Regions from separate parts of the Mus musculus genome. Here regions 1, 2, 4 and 5 are each linked to region 3. The links are chromatin contacts, called in public HiChIP or PLAC-seq, capture Hi-C and promoter capture Hi-C maps. All regions are on one chromosome and are shown on one strand. The core of a region is the stretch at or near the end of the contact, and the rest is flanking DNA. Distances in the headings are between cores, read along the strand shown. Region 1 holds the start of Padi4 (peptidyl arginine deiminase, type IV). Region 2 holds the start of Fam131c (family with sequence similarity 131, member C). Region 3 holds the start of Necap2 (NECAP endocytosis associated 2). Region 4 has its middle 14 kb from the start of B330016D10Rik. Region 5 holds the start of Padi3 (peptidyl arginine deiminase, type III).

Region 1 (3,110 bases), core at 354-2,853, 300 kb after region 3:
AGTGGACTTCGTGGGTTGCGGCCAATGAGAGATCCTGTCTCAAAACTCAGGGGCCGGGCGGTGGTGGCGCACACCTTTAATCCCAGCACTTGGGAGGCAGAGGCAGGCGGATTTCTGAGTTCAAGGCCAGCCTGGTCTACAGAGTGAGTTCTAGGACAGCCAGGGCTATACAGAGAAACCCTGTCTTGAAAAAAACAAAAAATAAAAATAAAAAAAAATCAGGCTGGGGACCAGGGAGATGATATTTGCCAGAAAGCTTGGTGACCTGGGGTTCAATGCCCAGGACTCACATGGTGGAGGGACAGGAGGGACAAAACAGACTCCTACCATGTCTTTATACTATGGCTGGTGGCCTGGCTCCTGTACCAAACCCCCTGAGGACAGAAAGGGACCCTGGTCCTAACTCCTATTTAGGGATCACGGGACCCAGGAGCCTTTTTTTGGCCTCTCAGACCCCCAGTAGCCTCCTGTCCAGCACACACATGTGCTGAGCTCTGGGGACGCTGGCCAGGAGGCCATGGGCTCAGGTCTACCGAATCCTGCGGCCTTTGATGTGGAGCCAAAGGAGACCCTACAGCCCCCCAAACACCCTGTGCTCTCGGCAGCCTCCGAGACAGACACACCCTCTCTGGGTGCTCCCTGTTAGGACTTGTCATCCCCACCCCCAGTTCACCCCATGAGCAGACAGCCCTGGCACCAGGTGCAGAGCCCTCATGAGTGCCCTCAGGGCGGGCGCGGCCCACACCCGCACCATCTGGTCTTCTGGGGGAGGTCCTGTAGAGGCAGATACCCAGGGTATGCAGCAAACCTCACCTCTAGGTTGGGTAACATGGTTTCCCCTCCCAGCCGTGCCCATGGCCCCCACTACTTTTTCCTCTCTGTGCTTCAGCTTTCCCTTCTATAAAATGGGCTGGCAGTCAACTGCCCTCGGATGCTTGGTGTTACAGTGAGAAGCCTTTGTCTTAAGGTTTGAAAAGACCACGTCACCAGGACAGACTGCTAATAAAGGCCCTACCCTGTGGCCAGCTTCTGTTCAAATCCTTACTGGCTGCAGAGCCTCCTCTACCCTGGGCCTCAGTTTCTTCATCTGGAAAGTGGGTGTGATGATGTGAGCTGACCTCAGAGATGCTTCAAGGATGAAGTGGGGGAAGGGACTGCAACAGCTTGAGTTTCACAGACTGTCCTGGGAGCATTTCAGCGGAGAGCAAGTCCCGAAGAGAAGAGTGGGGGGTAGGGCGGCGACCTCAGCCACGCCCAGAATAGCCTTCTGTTTAGCCTTCTCCTGCCTTTCTCCCCTTCTTTCCAATGTCTTGTTAAGTGTGCTTGGGCAAGATGTGCAGTCCTGGCCCAGGCAGGGGTGGCTAAGGGCATAGCCTGTGCTCTCCCCTCACAGGCTTCCGAGTGCCCCACTCTTCTGCTGTTGCAGGCTTCACTGTGGACACCCATGGGTGGGTGGGGGGGTCCTGGGTGGCCCAGGGTAGAGGAGGCTGTGCAGCCACTGGGGCACCTGAGTGGAGAGGGGCTGGGCCTCCGGGGCAGGGCAGGTGCTGACTCATGGGCTCGCCTGGCACTATAAAGGAACCAGCCCAGGGGCTTCCTGCTGCCTGCTGACCGAGCGAGCAAGGATGGCCCAAGGCGCGGTGATCCACGTGGCCCCCGAGCAGCCCACTCACGCCGTGTGTGTGGTGGGCACAGCGACCCCGCTGGATGTCCGCGGGTGAGAGGGGCAGAGATCCTGGGCCTGTGGGGGCAGTTTGGGGCAGGCAGGAGCTGGGCGCTGCTGGCCCAGCTCAGGTTCTGGGCAAGAGATCTGCTAGAGAGATAAGCCAGAGGTGTGGGGCCTATCGTGCCAATTAGTTCTCTGTGAGGTATAAATACAACTGCCTGGCACTCAATGCAAGGAATTACAGGGCTGCCTAACAAGGGAGAAACAGTCCCTGCTGTAGGCTGACGGTGGGGAGGGCTTGGGCAGCTGGGCCTGATTTACCTTACCTCATGAAATGACTTTAAGGATTAAGTGTGGCAACTCCAAATGTGTTTGTTAAGCACTCTATGGTGCTGTTTGTTAAGTACTCCATGGTGCTGTTTGTTAAGTACTCTGAGGTGCTGTTTGTTAGGTACTCCACAGTGCTGTTTGTTAGGTATTCCGTGGTGTTGTTTGTTAAATACTCTGAGGTACTGTTTGTTAGGTACTCTGTACAGTACTGGGCAGATCAGATCCCCAACAGTTCATTTGTTGTTCATTTTTTCCATTCCCTTGTACATTCAACAAATATAACCTGAGTACTTACTGAGCACTGTGACCTCTGCCAGGTTCCGGGTCACCTAGGACAATGGAGGAAGCCTCGTGGGTGGAGTCTGATGCAGCCTTTCATGTGGGAATTGCAGCAGCTTCCCCCACAGAGCTGGGCATCGTGACCCAAGTGATGTCCATAAAGGCCTCTGGGAGGTGCCCAGGGTCAGTGGGTCAGTGACTGTCTGACCCCAGCAGCAGGAAAGCACTGGCGGTCTGGGTGGCTCACAGGCCACTGGTGAGAGGCTGAGGACACAAGGAAGGGAAAGCCTGGTATCATCAGAGGCGCCCACTCCCAGAGGACAAGCTGCTTGAAAGTGGGTGCCGAGTAGAGGCCAGAGGCCAGAGCTAGCCCAGCATCCTCGCCAGGATCCCAGGCTAGCTCTCGCCTTAAGTCTAGGTCACAAGTGCTCTTATTGTCTGTAGATGCAGGGGTGTGTGGGAGCCTGCGGAGGCCAGGACAAACTCAGGTGTCATTCCTCAGGCTCTGTGTACCGAGGTCGGCAGCCAGCCTGTGGGAGTCAGCTCTCCTCTCACCATGTGAGCTCCAGGACTCAGGTCGGCAGGCTTGGCAGCAGGCGCCTTTGTCCACCGAGCCATCTTGCTGATCCTGATGGAGGTTTTCAAATGGGGAGATCTGAGCATTTGATCAGACAGGGGTGTTGATGAAAATGTGGGTGTTTGTCCCCCGGGAAGAGCCAAGACTGGGGCATGTCCCGTCCGTGAGAAGGGAATACAAGAATGGGAGGGCTGTACTGCGGGGGGTAGAGGGGGACAGCAGCTTGTGCCGCTTGCATGAGGTCTTGGAAGAACTTCT
Region 2 (3,072 bases), core at 567-3,066, 290 kb before region 3:
TGAGTCGTTGGGGCTTCTGGGGACAGCTCAGACTCTGAGAGTAGACCTAAAAGACCCTTCAGGGCTTTCCACTCTGAGAACTGTCCCATTGGCCAGATGCCAGGCTGGGTTCCTCAGGTCTCAACAGACCAGGAGCCATACTGGATTTTCCCAGCTGCTTCTAACGTGGTGCCTGACACTCAGGAAGTACCTCGTCACCCCCAATCAACTTGAACCAACTTCATACAGCCTGACCATGCTCCTCCTGTCCCTCCTGCTGTCACCTTCCGGGGACCCCCTGAGTCACTTCCCTCAACACTCCCCCGGGAACCTGAGGAAGCCCTCAAAGTCCAGAGAATGGGAGAGGGCTGCTTCCAACATTCCAACACCCCCTCCTGGGGTGTCCCCAGGGGGCCTGCCAGCCCACTCTAAGGCCATTTTACCTTTCTCTGTCTGGGTAAATTACCAGTGACCAATACAATGTCAGTCTTGCAAGACCTTGGGGCTGAGGTGAGTAGACTTGACCTCTGTACACTCTCACTCCTGGCCCCGCCCCCTGCTCCCACAGTGGGTAAGACTCCCAAGTGGGACAATGGCCCAACCTCTTTTTTTTTTTTTTTTTTTTTTTTGGTTTTTTGAGACAGGGTTTCTCTGTATAGCCCTGGCTGTCTTGGAACTCACTTTGTAGACCAGGCTGACCTCGAACTTAGAAATCCACCTGCCACTGCCTCCCAAGTGCTGGGATTAAAGGCGTGCACCACCACTCCCGGCATGACCCAACCTCTTTTGAGGTGTTTGCTTTTTTTTTGACACAGGCTCTCATGTAGCCCAGGTTGGCCTCAAATTCTCTATGCTGTGGATGCTGGCCTTGAGCTCTTGATCTTCCACTTTCTGAGTGCAGGCATGTCCCCATACTCCGCAACCTCTCCTAAAATATTACTCCAAATACAAATATTCCCTCCCCACAGCATCTATGAAAGATCCTATGCACACACACACACACCCATTTACAGACAGTGCTCTCCCCAAACCCCACAGATGAGGGACAGTCACTCCAGTTCTCTGGAATCACCTTGGAATGGCCAAGGTGCCAGGTGAGAGACAAAGGCCCAGGGGTTACTGGGAGCATCAGCTGTCCTCTGTCCTCTCCTGTCCCCTGAGCAGGGGTGGGGGTGGGGATGGAGTTAGGGATGAGGGTGGGGAAGAGGGAGCCTTGATAACCTGTTCATCCCTACTGACCCCTTCCTGCGTGGGGTGGGGGTAGGGTTCTGGGGCTAAAGACACAGGCACCCTGAGAGGAGAAATGGGATCCTGGCTTAAAAAGGCCTGCCGGCATCTTGAGCGGGAGCGAGGTCTTCCTGGAGCTCAGTGGCCCATAAGAGGACCAGAAAAAATAGGAAGGCTCCCTCCCCTCTCAGGCACACTGCAGGAGGCGTGTAGCTGCGGGGAAGAAAGCATGGCACCGGACCTTGCTTCATGCCACCTGCCGGGTGCCGAGTGGGGCGTGGGGTGCGGAGACCTCCGTCCCCTCTGCGCGCTGCTCGCCCCCCTCCCGAGCTCTGTCCCCGTGGGGCGCACCGTGTCCTCTGGGGCGCGGCTGATCCATGAAGGGCGGACACCCACCCTGGCTTCCCTGAGCGGAGCGCTGGTGCCCCCCCCCCCGCCCCCCGCTTCTCGCTGCGTCCCGGGCCGCCCTGTCCTCACCTCGCGACACACAGGATCCCATCACGGGGCGGCGGGGCTGGGCCACTGCGCCTGGGGTGCGGTGGGCGGCCGCGCGCTCATGTCTCCGTGGGCCGGGGCTGCGCGGCTCGCCCTCCTCTCGCTCCTAGTCCCCGCTGCCGCGTCCGGATCGCCTCGCGCCGCGCCCGCAGCTGCCAAGGCCGGGCGACACCGCGGCGGGCGGGGACCCGGGGAGCGCGGAGGGGGCGGGGCTGGGGTGCGCCCCGCCCCCTCTGTGCCAGTGTACCTGTTGTCGCTAACCAAAGTAAGGCAAACCAAAGTAACAGGACTCGGCCCTGTAAGGAAGACTTCTAGTTTCAAATCTGAGTAGCGCCTGCTTTCTGGAGCTCAAGGTCAGGGGAAAGGGCTGGGAAGGGGAATTCTGCAAAGATGAGCCTCATCCCACTGTGCACAATGAGCAAGATCGAGCTTTGTTTTGTTTTATTTTATTTTGTTTTATTTTATTTTATTGGCTTTTCGAGACAGGATTTCTCTGAATAGCCCTGGCTGTCCTGGAACTCAGTTTGTAGACCAGGCTGGCCTCGAGCTCAGAAGTATGCGTGCCTCTGCCTCCCAAGTGCTGGGATTAAAGGCGTGCACCACCACTGTCTGGCCCTGAGCTTTATTTTTAGTGTGTGTGTGAGAGAGAGAGAGAGGGATCAAAGTACACTTGGGGTGGCGGGTGGGGGGGGACGGGACTCTATTCTTTCTTTCCACTATGTGGGTCTCAGGGATCAAACTTGGTAACCAGACTTCCTGGTAAGTACCTTTAACCTGCCGAGCCATCTCGCCAGCCTCCAGGTCAGGGGTTTTTGATAGTCACCTGCTTATGGGAGGATGCTGGTCCAGGGAGGGAGTTCTGAGGGAGGACCAAGACACTGCATTAGTGGCCTCCTGGCTAGATAAGCGGTCTCATGCAAGAAGGTAGGCTACCTCCCAGGGCTCCTCTGGAGCAAGGAAGTATAGGCAAACCCTACCTAGGAACTTCTGTCATGGAATAGTGGAGGCTAATTGCTGGCACTTGTATGGCTGTTAGCGTGTGTGTGTGTGTGTGTGTGTGTGTGTGTGTGTGTGTGTGTGTGTGTTCCTCTTCTCACACATATGCACTGTGTGCATTCACATGCACTCATTTAGGATCCTGGAGAGAGTGGTCAGATGTGCTGTGACAAACCTTGCCAGGCCTGAAGCACCCTGTATCTGAGGTAAATGTCACCTCACCCCATCCTTGGACATTCCTGTTTCCAGACAGAGGAGTCAATGGGTCTGTTTACCAGCCCTGTATCACTAGAGACAGCCCTGGGGGATGAATATGGCTTAGAGCAAGGGTTTGAAGACCCTGTGCAGAGCAGAAGCCAGGCCTGCTGGGGCTGC
Region 3 (3,516 bases), core at 922-3,421:
CGATTTTTATTTATTATTATACATAGGTACACTATAGCTGTCTTCAGATACCAGAAGAGGGCATCATATCTCATTACGGATGGTTGTGAGCCACCATGTGGTTGCTGGGATTTGAACTCAGAAACTCTGGAAGAGCAGTCTGTGCTCTTAACCGTTGAGTCATCTCTCCAGCCCAGGGGACTTCTTTTTAAATGACTCATTTTACTGAACTTCAGTTTGTAGGCTCTAAAATACAACTCTCACTTCAAGGAAAACTGAAACTCTTTTTTTTTTTTTTTTGGAGCCATAGGGATGACTGTGGCCCAGAAACACAGATTCACGTTACCAGAATACATGTTCCAGGTGTGGTAACAATTTCATGAAAATTTCATAATGACTATCTTAGTCAGTGATCTATTACTGTTAACAGACGCCATGGCCACAGCAACTTTTATAAGAGAGAGCACGTAATTAGGCTGGCTTACAGTTTCAGAGATTCAGTCCATTATCATCAAGGCGGGAAGCATGGCAGCACGCAGGCAGACATGGTGCTGGAGAAGTAGTTGAACATTCTCCATCTGGATCTGCAGGCAGCAGGAAGAGAAAGGCACTGGGACTGGCTTTGACTTTTGAAACCTCAAAGCTCACCCCCAATAATATACTTCCTCCAAAAGGCCACACCCACTCCAAGGCCACACCTCCTAGTTCCTCTCAAGTAGTGCCAATTCCTAATGACCAAGCATTCAAAATTATGAGCCTATGGGGGCCATTCCCATTCAGACCACCACAGTGATGAAAAAATAGTTATAAACCGAGGCATTAGCCCGGCCGTGGTGTCGCACACCTTTAATCCCAGCATTTGGGAGGCAGAGGCGGGCAGATTTCGGAGTTCGAGGCCAGCCTGGTCTACAGAGTGAGTTCCAGGACAGCCAGGACTGCACAGAGAAATCCTGTCTCGAAAAACCAAAAAACTGAGCCAGGCGTGGTGGCACACGCCTTTAATCCCAGCACTCGGGAGGCAGAGGCAGGTGGATTTCTGAGTTTGAGGCCAGCCTGGTCTACAAAATGAGTTCCAGGACAGCCTGGGCTACACAGAGAAACCCTGTCTCAAAAAAAACCAACAAAAACAAAAAACCCAAAAAATCAACAAAACAAAACAAACATCAAACCGAGGCATTTTTCAAACCGTTGGTGGAGACCTCAGGCAGGTGAGTCACCGCAAAGCCGGGAAACATCATTTATGGCCCTTACTTGCTATCTGATGACATTCTTAGCCTTTATTGGTGAAAGCTGGCATTTGTACCTTCCAAAGGATTTACCTAATAGTCACAAGGATCTTAGGTCACATACAGAGGTGGCCAATAAATGGCTATTTAGAGGGTCAAGATAACTCAAAATCAATTCGCCTCCCAATCTGCCTTATTCTAGCTTTTCACAAGTGATCAACCTCGTGGAAGGATTAGGAGGTGTGTCCTCGTTGGAAAAGCTGTGATGGGGGTTTGGTCTTTGAGTTTTCCAAAAGCCCGTATCAGGCCCGGGTCACTGTCGTCCGTGCTCCCCTTCCTCCCGCCCCATCCCTGTGTGCTGTGGCCCTTCCACCCCCACCAGGATCATGACGTACAGCTCTCAGCTGCTTCTCTGGTATCACGCCTGCCTGCATGCCGCCATGCTCTCCCGCATGCTAATCATGGACTAAGCCTCTGAAACTGTAAGCAAGCCCCCAATGAAAGGATTTCTTTTTGTAAGTGTTGCCTTGGTCATAGTGTCTCTTCACAGCAAAGACAACCAGGAACTTTGGTTCACAACTTTGATTTGTACTCCTGTTGCGCTAAGCCACTGGGGCCTTGCGCACATAGTAGGTTATAAAAAGTTGTGGAGCGAGATTCCTCCAGAAGCCTCTGAGAACCTTCTGGGATTGGCGGGGACAAGGACATTCCGTCAGAAGGGCAGGGCTGCAGGGTATCTTGCATATCAGCCACCCTGGTCTAGGGTATAGAGTTTGAACTACAACCAGGTTCGGGATTAGGCTCAGATCAGCGGCATCTCGAGCTTCTCAGGTCCCACAGCAGCAGAGAGCAATCGCTTCACGGTCTGATCTGAGGCGCCCGGCAGAGGGCACTCGGGAGCGATCGGGGGGTCCCCCGGAGCTTCCGCTCTAGACAGAACTTGGTCATAGAGTCGCATCACTTCCGGTCCTGAAGGGGCGGGGAGAAGCCGGAAGTCCCGAGGGCTCGGGCGATAGAGATGGAGGAGAGTGAGTACGAGTCTGTTCTGTGTGTCAAGCCGGAGGTCCACGTCTACCGCATCCCGCCGCGGGCCACCAACCGTGGTTACAGGTGACCGTTCCTGGCTTAATCTTCCCGTCCCCCGCCCCGGCATGCACTGCGGGGGACGAGGACCGGTTGTCGGGTTTAGGGGCGGAAAGGATGGAGCCCTGTGGCTACTTTAATCGGGGCCAGACTTAGGAGGGGTCGCTGGCCCTGAGCCGTCAGCGGGACGCCGGCAACGGTCGCAGCCAGCTCCTGGGGACCCGAGAGCGCAGTGGGTTCCCTCGGCGGGGTCTACGGGTCGTGTCACAGCGCTAACCGACAGTCGTGACGGGATCCCAGAAAACCCTGCCACCCGCGGAAATCCCCGCCGGGAGGGCACGGGAGGGAACCCGGCCATCTGGGGGACCCGTCCCACGAAGCCCAGGGACGCTGTTCCTATCTCCGGCTCTCCTGACCCCAGTTTCACCCCTGATCACAACATACTTGCAGCTGGGAGGATACCGCCGCCCTTGTCTTGAGTGAGCGTCACCTGAGGCAAATAAACTCAAATGCCTGTAAACACACGGAGTGTCTCCGGAAGGGAACCCAGGACTCTAGTCTAGGAGAGGAGACACAAAGTTGGACACCTTCCCTAACTGAAAAAGATGAAAAATACGTGGTGTGTCCTGTGCCCTGTGGTGGGGTGTTGCTACTTAGGCTGGGTGGCTCTCGAAGGCGATGGGTGTCTGAGTTGTTTGGAAACAGGTCGTCGGGTACCACAAATGTGTTGGAGGGCCAACTCCATCTGCCCTTTGCGCTATGTAACACAGGCTCATAACATTTTCTGAATGGGTATCTTAGAACACTTAACTGTGTCGGTGCGATGATTTTAAAATAATATTAAAATGACAAGAATGGAGGTCAGCAAGCTACAGCTGCCTGTGCTTGCTTTTGCGTGTCTGGGTGTGGTGCGGGTGCATGCAGAAGCCACAGGAGTTCCAGCCAGTGTCTTGCTTTTTTCATGTCCGTTGTTCCCTTGAGGTGGCCCCTAACTGAAGCTGGGGTTGGCTGTTTTCATCTAGACTAGGTGTTCAGCAAGCCCAGTGAAACTCCTTTCTCTGCCCCACCCCACACAGTGGAGGGTCTACAGGTAGCTGGAGCCAGACCTGGCTTTTAGGCGCTAGAGATCCAAACTCGGGGCCTCAAGCTTGCTCATCTGCACCGAATCATCTCCACAGCTGTCTCCCTTTCCTTTCTTGTTATCAAACCGGAGATTGGCAGTCTACCC
Region 4 (3,132 bases), core at 417-2,916, 480 kb before region 3:
CCAGCCAGAGCTACAAAGTGAGACCCTGCCTAAGGGAGAGAGAGAGAATTCATGTTTAAAATTATGAGTATATATTGCTGGGGTCGGGGGGTGCACACCTTTAATCCCAGCATTGCAGGGACAGAGAAGAGGATCTTTGAGTTCAATGCCAGCCTGGTCTACAAAGCACGTTCCAGTGCACCCAGAGCTGTTACATAGAGAAACCCTGTCCTGGGAAAACAAAACAAAACAAAAGATGTATGTATGTATGTATCTGGGTGAATATGCACCTGAGTGCAGGCCCCCTTGTCCCTTGGAGTTCAGAAAATGGCATCGGAGTTCCTGCAGCTGGTGCCACAAGCAGCTGTGGTAGCATTATAGGAGTGTGTCTTCAAGTCTGGCAGTATCTACATTTTTTTTTCTTAATAACAAAACAAACAAAAAACCCAGCTGGGCAATGGTGGCACAGAGGCCTATAATCCCTGCACTTGAGATGCAGAGACAGGAGGCTCTCAAGAGTTCAAGGCCAGCCTGCTCTACAGAGTGAGTTCTAGGACAGTCAAAGGTTCTATAGAGAGATTCTGTCTCAAAATAAATCAATTAATTAAAAACAAAAACTAACAAACCAAAACACAGACAAAGAAGCAGGGTTGGAGAGACGGCTCAGTGGTTAGGAGTACCTGCTGCTCTTGCAGAGAGGACCCGGGTTCAGTTCCTCTCACCCACCTGGAGGCTCACACCTGTAACTCCAGTTTCAGGGGCTCTTGACAACTTCTTCTGGCCTTTGAGGGCCCTGGGCGTGCACGCGGTGCGCATGCATACATGAAATAAAATAAAATAACAAATCTTAAAAGACAAAACCAGAAAAGAGTGGGGTTGGGTATTGGTGGTTTGTTCCTGAAATCCCAGCTTTTGAGGGTTTGAGGTCAGTGGTCTGCTTCAAGTTTGAGGCTAGCTGGAGATACTGTTGGGTTATACAGGGAGTTCCAGGTCACCCTTGAAAACTCGTCTCAAAACCAAAACCGTAAAGTACAACAAAAGTTTTAGGACAATGACCTCTATGCTACCTGGGTTCTTCCTCCCGCAGGTACACCTGCTACCTCCAGGGGGCAGCACTAGCCAGCCTGAGTCCAAAGTCCACCCTGAATGGCACCAAAAGGGAGTGCGGTGAGAGAGGAGGGGAAAGGAAAAGAAAAGGTCAGAAAGGGGCTGGAAATGCCCGTGAGGACGGCACATGCATCCACGCTAGTATAGATGCAAAGATTTCCTTTTTCTTTTTGACAAGGGAATTCTAGCACAAAAGCCATTTAGCCCGACTAAAGGCAAAGAGGCCGAGGCAGTGGCTGGCATAAGCCAGGCCGGGCTTTCAGAGGCGCCCACAGACACTTTTGTCTGCAGAGTCCCGGGGACGCACAGCGCTGGGTCCAGTAGTTCTCACGGGCGCAAAGGCGACCAGTAAGCAAGTGAGCGGAGCTAGGCTCCTGATCCAGGTCTGTCCTTCCTCTGAGGGCAGAAGAGATGCATTCCAAGATGTCCAATCAGAAAACGGGACTGGCAGGGCTTGCCGCTCCGACCCAGTGAGGTGTTTGTCGAGCATAATCAGAGCTTGCAAAGGCGCTGAGGCCCTTCAGATGGAAAGGTGCCCTGTGCACAAAGCAAGGTGAACTGGGGTTGCTCTGAGGGCAGCCATATTTTGTGGGCGTCGCCGCAGCTGTTATTTGCTGAGGCACGGTGGGGTGGGGGTTGGGGGGGGGGACGACGACGACAAAGTAGGTTAAGATCACGTGGGCACCGCCTTACAACGTGACCCAGAATTGGGCCACAGGAAACCAGTACAGGCAGACTCTCACATCAGGTGGTGGAGAGAAATTTCACAGTAAATAGCCGAGATCCCCAGGGGCTAAATGCTTGGCTTCACCATTGCACAATCGCCTAGAAAAATCTGCTGGGGCCAATTAGAACACGCACCGGGCTTCTGGCTTTACAGGAAGGAGACCCGTCAGCATTACTCAGCAAACCTCTTCCCTCAGCCTGCAATTGGCTTCTGCAGTTTTCTGAGAACTGGGCGTTTGTTCCTAATTAATCCTAAAAGGCCTGGTGCTGGGTAACAGCAGGTAGTCTAATTAAGCATCCCCGCGTTGCCACACTTAGGAAGACATATGGGAACCCCAAAGAGTTCCTAATGTCTCAGTTCCTAAATTTAATCCTAAACTGTTCCCCCGAACCCTCTCATGTGATTTTGGCTAATTGTATAACGTCTTATTCTCCGGTGCTGAAAGGAGGGAACGGGAAAACGGTGCCCTCAGTCGATTCTCCCCTTGCAGGATCGCTCAGGACCCAAGTGTCAGAAGATGAGGAAGCAGCCTGCAGAGTTTAGCAGCTTAGCAATGAAGGACACGAGAATGCACTGACTCTGTGTGTGTGTGTGTGTGTGTGTGTGTGTGTGTGTGTGTGTGCGCGCGCGCGCGCACGCGCATGTGTATAATGTGCATGTGCATGTGTGTGGACATACCTGGGAACCCACAGAGGTCAGAAGAGGAAGTGAGGGATCACTCTGACCTTTTCTCCTTTTTTTAAAGACTCACTGCTGAGCAGCTCATGGTGGCGTTCGCCTTTAATCCCGGCACTAGGGAGGGAGAAGCTGGAGGATCTCTTTGAGTTTGGGGCCAGCCTGTACTACATAGAGAAACTCCATATCACAACAGCAAACCAAAAAAAAGCAAACAAACAAAGAAGTTATATAGCATGTTAACACCCCGTGCCGGCAGTATCGTGTACTCTGGGACTTAATTTCTGATGCGCTCCTGCTTGACTTAAGTGTCTTCTTGACCTTTAACAGTTCTTTTCATAGGGCCATATACCATTCTCTTTCTCTTCGATACGTGCCCGTGGTGCTTGTATGTGTGAACGCCCCATATGAGGGTGTGCACAGGCAGTGGAGGCCCGAGGACGACCTTGACATCATTCTTTAGGAACAGTTGTCCACCTTTAACAAAATCATTATCATGTATGTGCACGTTTGAGCGGCGGTGTGCACATGCCACGGTGTGTGCAAGGTCAGAGGGCAACCAACTCTCAGGACTCAGTTCTCCCACTGTGGGAACTGGGATGAATTAAGCTTCACGATCTGAATTTGACCTCTGGATTGCAGAG
Region 5 (3,123 bases), core at 8-2,507, 270 kb after region 3:
TTGGTCACTGTTGTATCATTTACCCCCTTGGGAGGGTTTGACCTCCAACATCAGCCTTAGGAAAGTGAGCCCATATCCACGTTACAACTGCCCAGCTGTGATCCCCTCAGCCAGGGCTCAATTGGTGGTGGTGGTGGGCTGAAGTAAGGTGTGTGTGTGTGTGTGTGTGTGTGTGTGAAGTGCCACCAGGAAGACCCTGAGGTAGGAGGAAGCTCACTCTCTCTCTAGTCTTACAACCCAAGCTTTTAATTAAGAAAGGCGGGCAGAGGTCCAAGAAGGTGGCCCAGTGGGTAAAGGTGCTAGCCACCAAGCCTGACGACTTGGAATGGACCTGGTAGGAGGAAACAAGTCCTCCAGCCTCTGCACAGGTGCCACGGCACAGGTGGGCACCACCTCTCCCAGAAATGTAAAAATCAGACCGATCTAGAAATACATATAGATGGGGAGGGGGGCGAAGCTGGGGATGTGGCTCGGTTGGTAGAGCCTAGCACACACAATGCTCTAGGTGTGATTTCCAACACCAGATAAAATGGAGTAGAGTGGTGCAGATCTGTAATCCCAGCGCTTGGGAGGCAGAAGGATCTGAGGTTTAAGACTGTTGTTAACCTCATAGTGAGTTTGGAGTATTTGAGACTCAGAGAGAGAGAGAGAGAGAGAGAGAGAGAGAATAAAAAGAGAGGAAGATGGGTGGAGAGAAGGGGGAGGGGAAGAGGCAGGGGGAAGGGGAAGAACGGGGGGGAGGGGGGAGGGGAGGAAGAGGGAAAGGGGGAGGGAGAGGGGGAGGAGCGAGGCAAGACCAACATTTCTCATAGGTTTGCATGAAGCATCCAGGGGCCACCTGCACTTCCGGTTGCCTGCACCAGGGTGAAGTGGGGCCTTGCATCCTGCATCCTCAGCGGCCCTTCCAGCAGTGTAAACAGAGGCAAGAGGACAGAGACAGGCCAGGACAAAGCCCTGGGTTCCCCTGCGTGTCCTCCCCCTCCCCCTCCCCCTAACCACCCCAGATGTGCTGGCCAAGCACCTGTGGGGACTTGTTTTCTCTCTAGGTAGAAATTAACTCCTTGGGTGCCCTGGGGTGGGAGCCCCAGGTTCATATGCAAATATCAGAACCCTTCCGGCCAGTCCTGAAGAGAGGATTGGCTCTTTGGCCTCTGAGAAGAGGCTGGGCTTCTAGAGCTAGAGCCAATAAGCTTGCGCCCTGAGCTGGAGGGGCGGAGCTGGGTACTTTAAAGGCACATCCTGGGGGACCTCTGGCTAGTGCTGGGTTTGGTGGCCAAAGCCCCCATCCTAGGCCGGCATGTCTCTACAGAGGATTGTGCGTGTGTCTCTGGAGCACCCCACCAGCGCTGTGTGTGTGGCAGGGGTTGAGACCATCGTGGACATTTATGGGTAAGAGTTGGTTCTGGAGGGTCTGGGGTTCGTCGTGTGGAGTCCGTGGGCCTTCACGGCTAGGAGCTGTGTTCCTCAGGGCACAGGCTGGGCCTACGGTGCCTCATCTGTAGTCTTAACCTGGGAACCTCTGCCCACTGTGGGAAGCGTGGGTCCTTCCTGCAGTCAGCCCCGTTCCCAGCAGGGTTTTTGAACCTGAGGATCCAGGCAGAGCTGAGCTCCGTACATTGGACTTAGACAGTTCTGGGGCCATGGGCTCATTTCTCGGTTTAAGGGTCCTTAGAAGAGACTGGTCACAAGAAAGGGAAGGGACCTGAACTCTCATCCTCCAACCCCTTATGAGCACAGGGAGAATCAAGTCATTTCTTAAAAGGCCACATCTACTCACGGACCTAGCACTTAAGGTGCCAAGCTCTGTCCCCAGAGCTGGTCACAGTTTCTCAGACTCCACCCTGACAAGAGCCCTGACGTTAACACTATCTCAGGTGATGTTCACAAAGTACCAGTGGTGGCACAGAGAGGTTGAGCCATTAGCCCATGTCACCTGGAGGCAAAGCTGAGCTTTGAGCCCACTGTAGACTTACTAAGGACTTCGTGTCTAGCTGCCCAGCCCCTGGAGCCCCAGGGCTTCAGATCCACGGTCACTCATCACCTATGCGCTGTGGCTGCTGTGGGCCAGGGTGGCTTGGCTAGGGGTTTTGTAGGACCGGGGCTGGTTTCTTAGGCTTTTGAGTCCCAGCTCTGAGACTGAGCTGAGGAGATTCCAAGGATGCAGGGATCAGGGTGTCACCTCTCAGACCTTCCTGCCCCCATCTTGGATGTGGCTTCAGCACTGGGCCACCAGAAGTCCCTGCGGGACTGTGCCACTCACTGTAACACTGTGAGAATCATCTTTGGTCTTCATTTGCCAGGGGCCGACAGTGCTCCCAACCCTGCTGGGCCAGCCAAAACTCAGACGTTGTCAGGTATGCCCCAGGGGCCAAAGTTTCACACCCTTTGAGAACAAACATCCAGAAGTAAGAGTTTCAAGTGTGGAGTGAAATCGGTTGGGGTCTGAGGTAGGGAGGGAAGGAGTGAGCTGCCAGTCACAGGAGATAACCAAGTCCGAGATAAGCTGCATGCCAGGAGCTAGCTCCTGGCTGCGGGTAGGTGGACTGTGAGATATGCAGAGGGGAGTCTCTGTAGCTTTAGCTTCCAAAGATTCGGGCAGGACAGGAAGTGGGATGGATGCTGCCTGGCGCCACAGCCTGCTCCAGGGCTGCGTGCCCATAGGGGTGACTCACTGCCCAGCTGCCTTGTGCCCATTGGGTAGATATATCTCCGGTTTGACTTGTCCAGGGAGCTGGGGATAGCTTCTCCTCCCCCTCCCTCTCCTGCTCCTCTCAGAGGTGCCTTCGAGGGTGGAGGATGGGCTGGGTGGGAGGCAAGCCGCTGGGCTGGGGGTAACTTGAGTGACTAGGGCCATGATGGGGATTCACCAAGAAGACTGGGGATGGGGCAGTCATGGGTGGTGGCAGGGCTTTGGTGTTTTCTAGGATTTCTGCACATAGTGATGGCCAATCCCCCTGGGAAATAGAGTATCACACTCACGGGGCATGGGCTTCTTTGAGCGTTGGTGTACAGCCGTCCTGGGGATGCTCAGAAGTGAAGGGTTGTTCTAGTGTCGGCCAGGCGCTGTCCAGTGAGGGTTGCAGAGATGACCTGTGTCTTGGTTGTGAGCCTTGCCTCGAATGG

Evidence for each region. Promoter capture Hi-C pulls out the DNA fragments that hold promoters and counts their contacts. HiChIP or PLAC-seq counts read pairs in DNA pulled down with a chosen protein or histone mark. Capture Hi-C pulls out chosen DNA fragments and counts their contacts.
Region 1: a promoter capture Hi-C map of pre-B cells shows a contact between it and region 3. The contact joins the promoter of Padi4 here to the promoter of Necap2 in region 3. A contact is called at or near these places in 4 of 39 promoter capture datasets (HPC-7-derived erythroid cells, cranial neural crest, embryonic stem cells and 1 more), 3 of 15 datasets of contacts at CTCF or cohesin (embryonic stem cells, large pre-B cells and pro-B cells), 5 of 484 Hi-C or Micro-C datasets (embryonic stem cells, palatal mesenchyme and pro-B cells), 15 of 115 datasets of contacts at active chromatin or transcription factors (bone marrow-derived macrophages, embryonic midbrain, embryonic stem cells and 5 more) and 3 of 9 other capture datasets (adipose tissue, embryonic stem cells and liver).
Region 2: a capture Hi-C map of macrophages shows a contact between it and region 3, with 2.3 times the contacts expected there. The contact joins the promoter of Fam131c here to the promoter of Necap2 in region 3. A contact is called at or near these places in 1 of 39 promoter capture datasets (hippocampal neurons), 1 of 115 datasets of contacts at active chromatin or transcription factors (large pre-B cells) and 1 of 9 other capture datasets (macrophages).
Region 4: an HNF4G HiChIP or PLAC-seq map of pancreatic cancer cells shows a contact between it and region 3. The contact joins the enhancer-like site here to the promoter of Necap2 in region 3. A contact is called at or near these places in 1 of 39 promoter capture datasets (hippocampal neurons), 4 of 484 Hi-C or Micro-C datasets (CD4 T cells, the G1E-ER4 cell line, muscle stem cells and 1 more) and 2 of 115 datasets of contacts at active chromatin or transcription factors (microglia and pancreatic cancer cells).
Region 5: a contact with region 3 is called in a promoter capture Hi-C map of adipose tissue. The contact joins the promoter of Padi3 here to the promoter of Necap2 in region 3. A contact is called at or near these places in 4 of 39 promoter capture datasets (cranial neural crest, liver, pre-B cells and 1 more), 2 of 484 Hi-C or Micro-C datasets (the G1E-ER4 cell line and palatal mesenchyme), 7 of 115 datasets of contacts at active chromatin or transcription factors (bone marrow-derived macrophages, effector CD8 T cells, large pre-B cells and 4 more) and 4 of 9 other capture datasets (adipose tissue, liver, macrophages and 1 more).

The regions. Positions count from the first base shown.
Region 1 is chr4:140,772,696-140,775,805 of GRCm38.p6, reverse strand. It overlaps Padi4 (peptidyl arginine deiminase, type IV), which reads left to right and starts at 1,603. Exons shown (of 16, transcript NM_011061.2): 1 at 1,603-1,717. The coding sequence starts at 1,626.
Region 2 is chr4:141,366,936-141,370,007 of GRCm38.p6, reverse strand. It overlaps Fam131c (family with sequence similarity 131, member C), which reads right to left and starts at 1,816. Exons shown (of 7, transcript NM_001085513.2): 1 at 1,684-1,816. The coding sequence starts at 1,705.
Region 3 is chr4:141,077,012-141,080,527 of GRCm38.p6, reverse strand. It overlaps Necap2 (NECAP endocytosis associated 2), which reads left to right and starts at 2,171. Exons shown (of 8, transcript NM_025383.4): 1 at 2,171-2,315. The coding sequence starts at 2,224.
Region 4 is chr4:141,558,100-141,561,231 of GRCm38.p6, reverse strand. No RefSeq gene overlaps it. Among named protein-coding and RNA genes, the nearest start is that of B330016D10Rik, 14 kb to the right of the region's middle. Within about 2 kb of position 1,666, at least 391 of the 459 cell types and tissues checked have an H3K27ac peak or open chromatin away from gene starts, as enhancers often do. A contact at or near this core is called in the G1E-ER4 cell line, hippocampal neurons, microglia and 3 more, where this site is marked.
Region 5 is chr4:140,808,782-140,811,904 of GRCm38.p6, reverse strand. Padi3 (peptidyl arginine deiminase, type III) reads left to right here and starts at 1,257. Exons shown (of 16, transcript NM_011060.4): 1 at 1,257-1,389. The coding sequence starts at 1,298. Gm13032 (predicted gene 13032) reads right to left here and starts at 912. Exons shown (of 3, transcript NR_045944.1): 1 at 802-912.